Regions from separate parts of the Mus musculus genome. Here region 1 is linked to region 2. A link is a contact called in public promoter capture Hi-C data. All regions are on one chromosome and are shown on one strand. The core of a region is the stretch at or near the end of the contact, and the rest is flanking DNA. Distances in the headings are between cores, read along the strand shown.

What was found. Promoter capture Hi-C pulls out the DNA fragments that hold promoters and counts their contacts.
Region 1: a promoter capture Hi-C map of hippocampal neurons shows a contact between it and region 2, with 4 times the contacts expected there. The contact joins the enhancer-like site here to the promoter of Ank3 in region 2. A contact is called at or near these places in 4 of 39 promoter capture datasets (the 3T3-L1 cell line, 3T3-L1-derived adipocytes and hippocampal neurons), 1 of 484 Hi-C or Micro-C datasets (embryonic fibroblasts) and 2 of 115 datasets of contacts at active chromatin or transcription factors (cardiomyocytes and forebrain).

What each region holds. Positions count from the first base shown.
Region 1 is chr10:69,960,008-69,966,771 of GRCm38.p6, forward strand. All of the region lies in intron 29 of Ank3 (ankyrin 3, epithelial), which reads left to right. Among named protein-coding and RNA genes, the nearest start is that of Gm33361, 42 kb to the left of the region's middle. Within about 2 kb of position 3,319, at least 60 of the 459 cell types and tissues checked have an H3K27ac peak or open chromatin away from gene starts, as enhancers often do. A contact at or near this core is called in hippocampal neurons, where this site is marked.
Region 2 is chr10:69,529,885-69,537,167 of GRCm38.p6, forward strand. Ank3 (ankyrin 3, epithelial) reads left to right here and starts at 3,824. Exons shown (of 43, transcript NM_146005.3): 1 at 3,824-4,400. The coding sequence starts at 4,338. It overlaps Gm51806 (a long non-coding RNA gene), which reads left to right and starts at 4,406. Exons shown (of 2, transcript XR_003949008.1): 1 at 4,406-7,283.

The DNA of each region.
Region 1 (6,764 bases), core at 2,069-4,568, 430 kb after region 2:
CAGCCATTTTCCTGGAACAGTGAAGATCTATTCCCTAGTACCAAAATCAGCTCTTTTATCATCTCATTCTCTGTGTTTGGGTTTCATCTACGGGGGCCTCTTGTAGGTTCCGACTGTGGACCACAGATGTAGACAGATCTGGGATGTTCAAAGAATGGCTGAGCAGGTGCCTAGACCGCCGCGAGCCTAGAAACAGAAATTGTTCTTTTTATTTCTATAGCGTTACCATTAAGATAAATAAATGATTAGGAAATATAATTTCCCTTTAGGAAAATATAATTGCCCTTTAGGAAATAATAATTTTTAAGCTTTTAATAAATATCAGTTACTGTCACCACTGTTTTGGTCTATAGGGAAAAAAAAGTGCCATACCAAAATTTTTGTATGTGATAGAGTTGCCATCAACCATGCAATTTAAAGATGCCTGTACCTCCAGGAAGAAGGAAACTGTTGACAGCACACTGGAAAATGCCTTTTATGTAGAGGCTCCTAGGGAAAGCACAGCTTACAAGCTCAGTGATCTTATTCCATTGTTGTTGTTATTTTATTGTTAGTATATAAGTGTTATGCCTGTGTGTGCATCTTGGTGCCCGAGGTGGTGGTAAGCCTTCCTGTGGGTGATAGGAACTAACCTCGGGTCTTTCACAAAACAGCAAGTGCCCTTAACCACTGAGCCAACTCTCCTGACATCCATGGATGCCAAGTGGCCTTCCCAGCTTGCCTTGCTAAGCAGAGGGACAGGGCGGAAACCTAGAGTTACAACTATAACCCACTTGTTTTCAAAATGTGTGTCCAATGAGAAAGAAGACGAGCCATTGGTGGAAAGTTCTAGCTTTGGTCCAATGAGATTTGGTCAAGATTGAGCCTAGAAAAAGTCCCATGGGTGTGCATTATTTAAGGTCTGTGCACAGTGTGGAGACTTTCTTACCTCCATTTTCAAAGAGCCAATGAGGCTTTGGTTTCACTTTACGCAATGAGACCAGGACATGTGAATACTCCCACGTTTAAAGAGGCAAACCCTGGAGCCCATTAGAACAAGATGTTTAACGTTTTGGTCATATATTAAATATAATAATTAATCAGAATGGGGGAGCACAACACATTTATATCCAGTTACCAGTTAATCTGAATCCATACTCCATATCACCACTGTCCTGAGCCCCAAAGCTACTTCAAAGTAGAAATCAGTATCTTTTTGTGAAAAGCCAGGCCTGTCCTTTTCCTTGAAGATTCAACTTACAGACTAAGTTCTCCCTCCCATGGAGAAATGCACTGAGCAGGGCTGGCAGGAAGCCCATGTCCAAAAAGAGCTCACCAAACCATCGAATCACAAAGAGGCACGGGGCTGGAGAGATGGCTCAGTGGTTAGGAGCGCTGACTGTTCTTCCAGAGATCCTGAGTTCAATTCCCAGAAACCTCATGGTGTGGCTCACAACCATCTGTAATGGGATCTGATGCCCTCTTCTGGTGTGTCTGAAAACAGCAACAGTGTACTCACATACATTAAAAATAAATAAATAAATCTTTTTTAAAAAATTTTCCCGAGGAGGCAGTGGGGCATACTTGGATGCCAAGAGCCCAGCATCAGTCACGTGATTCCTCTGGTGGAAGAAAAAAATGTCTTCATGGTCACACACTCAAGCATAGCTACAGTCTGTGTTCCCCCTCCTTCTCCCTCTCCTCCCCCTCCTCCTCTTCCTTCTCCTCCTCTCCCTCCTCCTTCCCCTCCTCCTCTCCATCCTCCTCTTTGTTGGATAGTTGTTAATGAGAAAAAAGCAACCCATGAAACAGACCGACAACTCAAGATGTCCTCAAAGAATTAAGCCAGTCAATTGTTACAGTACTCAACCAGATCGTTTCTCTGCTCAGTAACAGTTAATATATAAATAATGTATGACCCCTAACACGTGCTTATTATAAATGTCTCCTCAGTGTATATGCATGTGTATGTGTGTGTGTGTGTTGTTTTGTTTTGTTTTGTTTTGTTCTTGGCAAGGTTTCTCTATGGAGCCCTGGCTGTCCTGGAACCCACTGTGTAGACCAGGCTTGGCCTCAAACTCCTGCCTCCTCCCAAGTTCTGGGATCAAAGGCATGCACCACCCCCACCTGGCTTAAATGTCTCTTTTTAGTGCTCCCTTCTCCATAAGTGCATTTTTCATGTATTATTGTAGAGTCTATAGTCAGATAAATTGGCCTTCCTCCACATACATGCTGAAAAATATTAATACTCAGTGTATTTAGTGCCACCTTAGTTAATATTTCAGTCTCCTGTTTTTACTAAGCAAGATAGTTGTGCGGGTCAGGGAGTGATGCCCAGTGGATATTGCATTTGCCATGCAAGCATGGCTAGTAACCTGCCCGGGCCTGCCAGCTGCCTGCGATCAGAGCACGTAAGAGGCAAAGATAGGGAGTCCCAGAGGCAGACTGGCCAGTTAGACTAGCCAGAATTGGCTAACTCCGGGTTTAGCAAGACACCTTGCTTCAAGAAAGGTGAGTGGCTAGGCAAGATGCCTGACCTCAACTTCAGGTCTCTACATGCGCACACAGGCAAGTACATACTCACACACACAACACATGCCAACAAAACAAAACAAAGCAGTGATAAAGGTCGGATGCCCTTTATTGTTTCAACACATGCCCACAACATTAACTGCTAGAATAACTTCAAGGAACCACAGGTCCCAGGAGGGGGATAGTTTACACAGTGTGATATTGACGTTGGCATCATGGTCTGTGCCCAGCCAGTGACTGTCCTGTGTGGCTGTAAGCAGTCTCTTTAATATTCATCTAACCGCACCTTGTGAGGCTGCCTTGCAGGTAGCTAATGGGCAGGGGATGAGCCAGGGGATGTAGAGTCCTTACAGAAACGCCTGCTGCAGAGCACCGCTCACTTCCTCCATGTTCAGTCGCAGGTGCTGCCTAAGCTGTGCATAGAGTCCTGGAGTCTGATACCGGCCTAAAGACAACGGGGGCATTCCTCACCCCCCACCCCCAATTTGTTCATGGCTATCATTTGCAGGTCAAGCTCTCTACCTGAATGAGCTCTATCTTTTCAAGGGAGCACCGTTTTCCAAATGCACACACAAGCCAAGAACTTTCCACTCACTACCCAGTCAAGAAACAGCAAACAGATGTCCCTCTGCACACCCTGGGCTCCGCCGCACCCACTTGCCTTCTTGCGCTGTAGGCATTTATTTTCCTTTGTGTGCTCTCAAATGAAGCGAGCTCGCTGTGGTGGCTGCTTCTGTTCATTGTGGTCCTGACAGGATCGAGAGTCACCCAGAAGCAAGCACCCAGGCACACCTGGGAGGTATTACTTTGGGCTTGCCTGTGAGAGAACCTCCCCCTATTAGGTTAACTGAGGTGCCCTCAAAGTGAGGAGCGCTATTCCCTGGGTTTTCATCTTAGGTTATTTCAAAGGAGAAAGCTAGCAGAGCATAAATATTCACTGTTCTCTACTTCCTGGTTGCATGTAGCTGCTTTAAACCCTTGTTACTATGAATTTCCTGTCATGGTAAACTCTGCCCTTAAACTGTAAGCCAAAGTAAACCCTTATTTCTGTGTTTGTGTGCATGTGTGTCCATGTGTCTTTGTGTGTGTGTGTCTGTCTGTCTGTGTATTTCAGTGTATCTTTGTGTGTGTCCATGTGTCCTTGTGTGTGACCATGTGTGTGTGCATCTCAGACAAAGCCATTAGGTGTCCTGCTCTACCGTGCTACACCTTAGCCATTAGGTGTCCTGCTCTATCATGCTACACCTTAGCCATTAGGTGTCCTGCTCTACCGTGCTACACCTTAGCCATTAGGTGTCCTGCTCTATCATGCTACACCTTATTGCCTTGACACAGGGTCTCACTGAAGCCAGAACTCTTCATTTTTGCCTAGGCTGCCTGACCAGCAAGCCCCAGCTCTCCTCCTGCCTCCCTCTCTCTCTCTCTCTCTCTCTCTCTCTCTCTCTCTCTCTCTCTCTCTCTCTCTCTCTCACACCTCACCTCCTGACACCTTGTACTGAGATCGCATAGGCAATGCCAGGCTATGCCAGGCTTCCTAAGTGGGCATTGGGGAGCACAACTCAGGTGGCTCTGCTTGCACCAAGTTGCTTTCCCCTGTCCCTATTCCTATTGTTTATTGTTAATCGAGCCAGAGTATCGGCGGTTGTGCCAATTAAGCAGGCGTATGAGCTCCTCTGTGATGAGGTAAACTGCTAGACCTGTCTGGGTGTTCAGAACCTGTCCTTACCAACTCAAGTTTCAGGTGGCAGCTCAGTTTTTATCTCTGGCAGCAGACAGAGATCTATCGTATCTAGGTCTTTGCACAAGAAAAGGTGCTGCAGATGTGCAAACAACATTAACAGGCACGTATCCCACCAGCAAGCATCCCACACTGTGTAACGAAAACCTTAATAAACTCAGTGCCTCCAAAGTCCATTCCTAATAGCTATTTGTAGTTTTGTCAGATCTGGGACCACAGGTTCCAAGTCCCCTTCCTCCTCCCGGGTCCCTAACTTACAAATCAAAGCAGTTTAGCAATGGCTCAACGAGGATCCCCTCAAGTAGCCAGTTGTTGCAAGTAGTTGTATTGAGTCTGATACAAATTAAAATGTGGTTACAAATGTAACACTAAATAGAAAATGACTACCTGCTTCTAAATATATTTCTGTCAACAGAATATTAGAATTAAATTTCTAAGTTCCAAACTGGCACTTCTTTTCAATACTTACCTTTATCAAGCTTAAGATAAATGGTAATTTTAAAAGTGCCCCGTCATAGTTGAGCAGTGAAAAATGGAGCCTTACATTGTAGACATGTGGCCTACAGCGCCATCTTCTGGAGTCATCTGGTAGTGATGGTTCTGCAATTTTTTTCCAAATAGAAAACGTTTCTCAAGATTGCATTTAAAGTGCCGAAAGAATACATAACAATTTACTTCTAAAATCCCCCAAACGAATTACAACAAAATAGTTACCTATTTTCAATCTGTTTCAGTAAACTGGCATTTTAAATCAACCGAATGAAGACTGAGGCATAGCAAAAGGAAAGGAAAATATTCCCCAAATAGGCTCTGAAATCTGATACTTGGGAAATGGAAATTGGGCCAAAGTAAACCAGCACTGATACTTCCCACCTCCATATGATCTGTGTGCATAGATTTGCCAGCAACTTGACATTATGACCATAAATTTGGGACCCCAAGGAACGACCTCAGCTATGTTGTTCCTGGGGTCAGACAGTGCGTTAGCCCAGGCTTGGGAATCAGCATTAGCTACGTTTGGGTGTGGTGCACCAGTGTGCCCAGCACAGCAGGTCTGAGCTGCAGCCCCTGGGTGTCATGCTTCTGCCAGGCACCTCGTGAGGGTGGTGTAACTTGAAGACACTTTCCATGAGCCCGTCTCGAGATAGGATTGTACTGATTGTTTTTCTCCATAAATGTAGGGCTAACCATTTAAAGGTCTGAAGAGAGGCATGACAGAGTAATTTTCCTGAAAACTGTGTTTTCAGAAATGGTTACGTAGGCTGAGCAGAAATTAAACCTGAGCATGGAGCTCATCATTCATGGGACATTGAGGCCTCTGTGTTTCTCTCCTTAGACGTCACACTCACACCAACCAGGTCCCAAGCAGCTCTTGAGAGCAAAGGCACCAGACAGACACAGTCTAAGTAAGAGAAGCAGACTTTCAGGCCCCGCCCAGTATAGGACAGTGAAGTCAGAGTATCCAGTGTGGAACTGAGAGTATAAGCTGTTCACAGACAGTGCTTGTGTCTTAAACTGTGCAAATACCAGGGCGGTAGTTCTCAACCTGTGAGTCGCGACCCCTTTGGCAAACCTTTTTCTTCAAAGATATTTACATTACAATTCGTAACAGTCGCAAAATTACAAAGCAACAAAATAAATTTACATGCATATATGTGTGTATGTGTATATATATATATATATATATATATATGTATTTATATTTATATTTATAAAGTAACAAAAATCATTTTATGGTTGAGGGGTCAGTTCAACATGTGGGACTGTATTAAAGGGCCCGCAGCGTTAGGATGGTTGGAATCGACTGTACTGGGGATTCCATGACTGTGAGTGTGATCCACACAGCACATTTATGGTATGGATTATCTTCTGGACATCTTCTCTGTGCAACAGCGGATCTCTAAGCAACGATTCTTGTTCTATATTCCTACTTCTATGAGTGCTATGTCCTCAGGCACACACCAGAACAGGGCATACGATCCCATTACAGATGGTTGTGAGCTACCATGTGGTTGCTGGGAATTGCACTCAGGTCCTCTGGAAGAGCAGTCACTGCTCTTAACCACTGAGCCATCTCTCCAGCCCCTCTACTTCTCTTTTCTAAAAAAAAAAAAAAAAAAAAAAAAAGGACCATTTAAAATGTATATCTCAATGCATATAAATCCATTCTCCCCTCCCCCAAAAGATGTTGGGATTGTCAGACTTATTAGTCATTCTCTGGTCATCTGACTCATCTGTTGGACTCTTCATATCTGCAGTAGACAACTTTGAGAAGGGCTCTATGTTCTCCTGAGTTCTTAAATCCCTTAGGCCATTCTTCAAATAATAATTTGAATTATAGACACATGGATATAACAGAGCTCCCCATAGATTAGCAGCTGGAAACTCTAAGGCCTCTTAATTTTAAAAAGTCTTTTTATTTTTATTTATTTATTTATTTTGTGTGTGTGTGTGTGTGTGTGTGTGAATGCAGGTATGTCTGTCGAGGTCAGAAGACAACTTTGAGAAGTGGGTT
Region 2 (7,283 bases), core at 2,574-5,073:
TGTTTGTTTTGTTTTGTTTTCCGAGACAGGGTTTCTCTGTGTAGCCCTGGCAATATCCTGGAACTCACTCCGTAGACCAGGCCGGCCTCGAACTCAGAAATCCACCTGCCTCTGCCTCCCAAGTGGTGAGTGTTTTACAGTGTCAGGGAAAAAAAAAATCATGGCGGAGTGTTCAGCCAAGGCTCCCACTCAAGAGCTGTACAGACTTTCGGAGATATTATTGTTGTTTTGTTTTGCTTTTTTTGGAGACAGGATCTGACCATGTAGCTCTGGCTGTCCTGGAACTTACTGTGTAGACCAGGCTGGCCTCGAACTCAGAGATTCACCTGCCTCTGCCTCCTGAGTGCTGGGATTAAAGGCGTGCGGCACCATGCCCGGCTGATTGGCACGCATCGGGTTCCAGAGAAAGGGCCTGGATCTCACAATGAGTTGCCTCCACTTCCTGTGGCAGGGCTGAAGGCTCTGACATCTTATTACTTAAATAATTGGACACATTTCAGTTCCCGTCTGGGAGTTGGATGCTCTGTCAGAGCTGGTTACATACTCGCTTTGGTACCTTCAGGCTATGGAAGCTAGGTTTGTGGGGGTTTTCCTTAGGAAGTGTGGTTGCTCCGCAGAGTGACTCTCGTATGATTTTACCAGGTCATGGTAAAAGGGGGTTTTTGTTTTGTTTTATTTGTCTGTTTTGGGTTTTTTTTTTTTTTTCACTTTCTACACTTTCTATTTTTTTTTTTTTCCATCAGCAGAGGGAACAGAAACTTGCAAGAGAAGACTTGTGTCTATAAACAAATACAGTAAAGTCTGGAATGAACTAAAAACAGTCTATCCCGTCCGTCCCCTAAATTTTGCATCAACTGGAATACGCTTTTATGTTTTAAAAATGTCATGATTGACATTTTAGTGTGTGGTTTTTTAAATTTTATACATCTTAATAATTAATAGTCTCTTATTTACATGCTTGTATGTAAACAGACTAATTTAAAAATATTTTAAAATTAATTTTGTAAGTTAGTATACCATTTTATCGTGGTATTGGGATACATATTGTGGCATTGTACTTAGTTCTAATTTATGCACACACCCTCCTGCCCTTGCTTGGTGGTCTCTGTCCATCCACCAACTACTCCTCCAAGCTGCTTTCATTTTATATAAATTCCATCACTGTCTCTTTCCATTCTCTCCCTCCCTGAAGTCCCTCTTTGCCTCCCTCCCCACCTTTTATATAAGAGAAAACATGGCATTTGTCCTGGAGTGAGCAGAATAAATTCTAGGCTCTGGGGTTGTTTGTTTGTTTGTTTGTTTTTGAGTTTTAAAATGTTTATTGTGAAAGAATGATCTCATCAAGGTGAATTCTTTTAATCGGTCATTAAAGCATCCATTTTTCTGCACAGTAAAGCGAAAGCAAGAGATTACAGCCACCAGCCTCCTTTTTGCCAGGATCCCCTGATAACATAGCTTAGTGTGGGTATCTTTGCAATGCTTGGATAAGCGGTTTTTATAAGTCTCTTTAATGGAACCCTTCAAAGGGTAGCAAATAACAGAAAAAATGGGACATCAGTGCAAGCCTAAAGAGAAGAATAAATCCCCATCCTGAGTGTTACATTGCTGTCCCACTTGGCGAAATGCTCCTGCTCAAAGATCTCACAGCACTGGTAGAGTTGGGAGCCCGGCAGGCAGTGTTTGTTTATCTGTGGACCACCTCATCCAATACCCTCTTCTTTCCATTCTTTCTCTAATCCTACACTCAGGACATTAGGCATAAACAAAGACTTTTCTTAGAAGGGAAGGTGTTGAAGAGATGACTCAGCAGTTAAGAGCACCGACTGTTCTTCCAGAGGACCTGGGTTCAATTTCCAGCACCCACATGGTGGGTCCCAACCTGTAATAACTCTAGTTTGAGGGGGGGATCTGGCGCCCTCTTCTGGCCATCTTATGCACTGCATGCATGCGGTACACATTCAAGTAAACATTCGTACACATAAAATAAGTTTCTAAAAAAAATTTTTTTTTAAAATGTCAGTAGTACTCTGGTAAAATGACAGAGCAGGTAGGTTATCTCTGTGGCTTGTCGAGTGAAGAGTTGAAGATTTAAATGGGATATTCAGACTTGACTTTACCTGCATGGATAGTTCAGTTTATGGAGAATTCATACAAAGCACCGACTTCATAGTTTCTCCCTCAGAGCATAATGCAAATAAGCCCAGGCTCATCTCACTGCAGTCAGGGACAGATCAACCCAGGGACGTTACTATCATTCCCCAGACTGCCCGGTCCTGAAGATGAGCAAGCACTGAATTAATGAAAAACTTGAAGGAACCATCCTACCGTGTTAATGGTTTTTCTACCTTTTATTACTCTGCCAGAGAAACATTCCAGAACAGCAGCAGAAACGGGAGAGACAGGTTAGCAGCTGCTCAAAGCTGAAGGAACCCCCAGGTCACGGAGGGGTGGGGCAACCGCCATCAATGCTCCCTGCCAGCCTTTGAGTGGTGGTTTACTGTTTGTAATGCGCAGCCGCAGAACAACCATTAAATAACCCACAGTGCGCAGGATCTCCATGGGTCGCTGGAGCAAGCACTTGTAACCCTGGTGTCCATGACAGAGCTGTCTCAAGCTGCCCTCATGCTCACTCATTTTTAGGGGGGTGGCGCTTGGGGAGTCCAGATTTGTTGAACATAGGTACAACCCTGCTTAAATGATAGATGAGAAATGGTGATTTTGGCTTCAGTATTTTAGCATTGTGTCTCCAGTATTAAATAGCTCCATGTACCTCACTGAAAACTGGCCTTCTGGGTCTCATTTACGCTCCTGTATGTCTTTGATCATATTAATTAAAATCCACTTCCCTGAGCCAGCCTCCTCTCTGGATTCCCGCTCGTTCCTCCCTTCCTAGTGTACATGTGTTTTAGCTCAAGGGACCTGCTTCCATCTTAAAGGTGATCTGGCCGGGATTGGGGGGGGGGGACCCAGAACCTTATTCCTTCCTAACAAGAATGGATTCCTAACACTTTCCAAAGATGCTTAAGCGACCACACCCGACAGTAAATCAGCTGTGTTCCGATGCGTGGACCATTTTGGAGACTTTCCACAAAGGAGTGAAGTCACCCAGAGACCTCTCAAAATCTTGGTGGCCCAGAGCAGGAGTGTGTGCCTCTGTGTGCTTGGGGACCCTGTGGTGGCTGTAATGTGGCCAGAGACCTGCACTGACCTGAGTGCCTTATCCAGGAGCACAGGATGTTTCTGGCACAGAAAAAGCCAGGGGCTGAACCTTTTGGATTTCTTGAATATTCTGGAGGGCTCCTTTTCATGGTTGGTTTGATATATTCATGACCAAAGCTTGAATGTGGTACTGGCAACTTAGGTATGGGCTCCGTGTGACAGATTCTTCATTAGAAGTCCATAGCTTTGGTTAGGCAATCTGCAAACTTTATTTTATTTTATTTTATTTATTTTTTGCTAATTACATTTTAAAACAAAACAAACAACAACAACAAAAACCACCTCACTGGGTAAGAATCCAGCTTTGTCTTCTGTAGTAACAGGTCTCTTTATTGTTTTTAATCATGGGGTTGGGGTTGGGGGTGGGGGAGAGAGAGAGAGAGAGAGAGAGAGAGAGAGAATGTGTGTGTGTGTGTGTGTGTGTGTGTGTGTGTGTTTTCACGAACCAGTAACCCGATCTCTCGTTACCACCCCCACTGCTGCCTCCTGGGTATACCCAATGCTTTCAACACATGTGTCCTCTGGAGGCTTGATCTCAGAGCATTTACATTCGGCTTGGCTTCCCAGCTTGCAAACTGCAGTGAGCCAGCCCCTGGGACGCTTCAGAGATTCGTCAGCAGTCTAGCTTATTCCTGTGTGTGTGTGTGTGTGTGTGTGTGTGTGTGTGTGTGTGTGTGTGTGCAGCGCACATGCACGTATGCCTCCCCCTTTCTCTCTCTCACCATTTCCAAGCTAGAATCACCGTGGAGAAGCAAGCCCTGAAATGTTGTCAAGATCTTTTCTCGGGGTAACGACTGGCTAAAAAAACAAATAAAAAGAGAGAGAAAGGAAGAAAAAGAAAGAAGGAAGAAAGGAAGGAAGAAAACAAAGGGTTGGAATATTGATTTTTCTTTGGAGGAATAACCAGGGCTTTGCTGGAGAGAACACCCAGTTCCTCCCTGAGGCGAGCTGAGTTGCCCGTGACAGCAGCCAGGGCTGGCTTGAAGCAGCCGCTCTGCCTGGGGAGTTCCCTAAATGGACTTTGGTCTCAATGCTGTGACTCTTTGCCGTGGGTTTGGATGTGGGAACACGGAAGGTGATCTCCTGCCTCGTCTCAACTCCCCTGATCTCAAGGAAAGATGAGTGAAGAGCCAAAGGAGAAGCCCGCCAAGCCTGCTCATAGGAAGAGGAAAGGAAAAAAGGTAAGAGGCAGGATCAACACGTTCTTCATTGTTCTCCCGGCTCCCGGGAGGTGATCTGGAGGCTGCCTTTTCCAGAGAGCTGTCTTTAGCCCGAGAAAGAAGCCACTAGAAGCAAGAATTGCTTTTGTTTTTTTCTCCCCTGTTAATGGGGTGTGTTCTGGGTTGCTGGCAAACACCTCGACTGGGGTCTATGGCTACAATATTGAAACAGTTAAAACATTGTGATTTGGATTTGCTGAGCTAGTGTTCCCTCTAATAGCAATGAAAGGAACATTAAGTAAACATATGTCCTAATTATGTGAGTGGGTGTGTTTCCCCTACCTTTTGAATTTTCCCCATGCTTGTGATCGGTAGGGTACAATTACTAATGAATATTCTTATGTTATGGATGCTAAGCTTTAATATATATTTTAGGCAAACTTGGGGAAACCTGTAGTTAGACTTTAAAAAAAAAACCCAGCATGGAGGTGAGCTCCATTTTAATTATCGATTCCTTTGATGGCGGATAAATCTCGGGTCTGCATTCAGCCCAGCTGCCTGTCAGCCATATGTCTCCAGGATCCATTCAGTTCATGGGATTCATTCTGCTTTCCACGCGGTTTGAGGTTTTGTCAAAAGAGCGGCAGAGGATTGCAGCAAACCTGTAGATTCATTCTGGGTGTCACGAATGTGCGTGTCATCCTAAGATGTGCCCTGAACTTTTCTGTTCATTTTGAAATGGGAAAGAAAGGTGATTCTCAGATGCGGGACTGTGATTTTTTTTTTAACCCACTGTGGCTCATAAACTGTCTCAGATTTAAGGTGTGCCACCAGAGGCAAGGCTAGATACATCTGGAACAAAGAAAAACAGGTCCCTTGAAACAGGACTGTAGCTCATGGCTTGTTGAAGGAGGATGGGTGATGGGCTCTCTGCGTCTTCAGTTCGAATTCTTAGATTTTTATGCTTTAATGCCCAGGTCTGATATATCTGCTGATGTCTCTTTAAAATGATTCCTTGCCTCCCAATGTGATGTATGCTCAGCCAGTGGACGCCCAGGGAATGATTGGGTATAGTAGAGAACATGAAAGATTGCAACCCTTGCTTGAATCGATCAAGCATTTCAAAAAATGCTCATAGCCTACTTACTATTTATGAAAAAGGTTCCTCTGAATAAGACATACTTTAATGGAGCTGCTACCAGCAGGCTCAGCTGAGGCATGTTCGGGGACATGCCAACATTCTTGGGCAGCCGTTCAACACCCTACCAAGTGAAGCTGTACAGATTGGTTTGAAGTCAGCTCTCCCCTCTTGGACCTTGGCTCCACAGGGCTTGACGGTATCAGAAAAGGTGCGAGTGTGATTTCCCCAGGGAGCGGGTCGCAGCTGCACAGCACAAATGATTTGCTTAATGCCTAGCCGAGGGGTGGCCTTTCTCAAGGCAAACTGTCAGCTCTGCTCATGTTTCTGAGCTGATCCCCTTAAGTGCCTGACAGGCTCCACCACGATTCTGAACACAGAGTGTCACAGAGAACCCAGGCGGACACATGAAGCCTGACAGCCCAATCTAGATGAAAATGAACAGCGTCTTGGGGTGGCTGTAAATCACGTGGACTCTTTGGACCTGATTCTTTTTTTTTTTTTTCTCCCCCCTTCCCCTTGAAATTTTTTTTCCGGCATTATCTCATGTCTCCCATGAGGTGATTCTGTGTGGTGCAGCGCACAATGCATTAGACAGCCATGAGCCCTTCCCATTCGATGCCACAGTGTCCTGCCTGCTGCCTCCATGTTCTTGACTAAAGCCTCCGTTGCCCCCCCCCCCCCCACTTCTAAAGTCTGTGTTGTGGCTCAGTGGACTCCAAATTCCAGACCACCAGACTCCAGTCCTTCAAAATACTGCACCCTTGTGCCAATGTTTTGTCTTTCATTCCTGTGAAGGACAGTGGAGTTCTTACCAGCATCCACCCCCACCCCCAAGCTAAACCATTTTCTTCTCACACCTATCTTTGACACCAAGAGAGCCTTTCAGTATCGAGTGGTTTAGTGTTATCCCTTGCATCCTTGAAGGTCAAGTGTCCCATCCCTTGATTCACCTTGGTATGCAGAGAGCAGGCCCTTGGGGAATGGTCCACCCCCCTCTTCTGCCACTGCATTCAAGTTAGTGTTAGAGTCCGGTGTTCTTAGGCACATGGACTCTCTGATGTTCATCACAGCCGCTTGGTATGCAGTTGGCGCTAAATAAGTAACTTCTCTCTAGGAGTTTAGAAGAGCCACAAAAAAAAAAAAAAAAAAAAACCAAACAGCTCTTCCGTTAGGAAACCTTGTCTCATATTTTCCAGCTCAGAGAGATTATCTTTCACTATTGGTTTGAAAGTGAATCGTCTCTTTAAATCAGCAAATATTTACATGTTTAAGAGAATATGCATTAATTTTAAACTAGGTGGTTGAGAATGAAATGGAATATACTTTAAAAAAAAGAAAAGAAATTATGTTTGGCTTTTAAATCAGAGCTCAGGAGTAGCTCAGGAGGCGTCTGAGTGGCCCAAGTGACCTGCACTGCAGTAGCGGTGGGTGTGGCCACATGCAACATCTCAGATGAGCCGTTCACCCCACCCTCTCTGTGGTGTTGCCCAACCTCCTCCCAAACCCTTTCAGTACTCAAGGATGCTGTTACATGGGCCTCCATTTTATATTAAACCCGTCTGTGGATGAAGTTACATCTGTGTATAGAGGGAAGTACATGGCAAAATGGCTGTGAAGATTTTGTGCTGCTGTGGATGGTGTTCAGCTCAGTCAGCAAGCTTAGGACATTTGGATTCACACTGTCTCATGGAGGTGTTTTTAATAGCGAGAAGGCAACACCAGTGTAACAGAGCCAATCAATTATTTCCGTTCTCTAATAATAA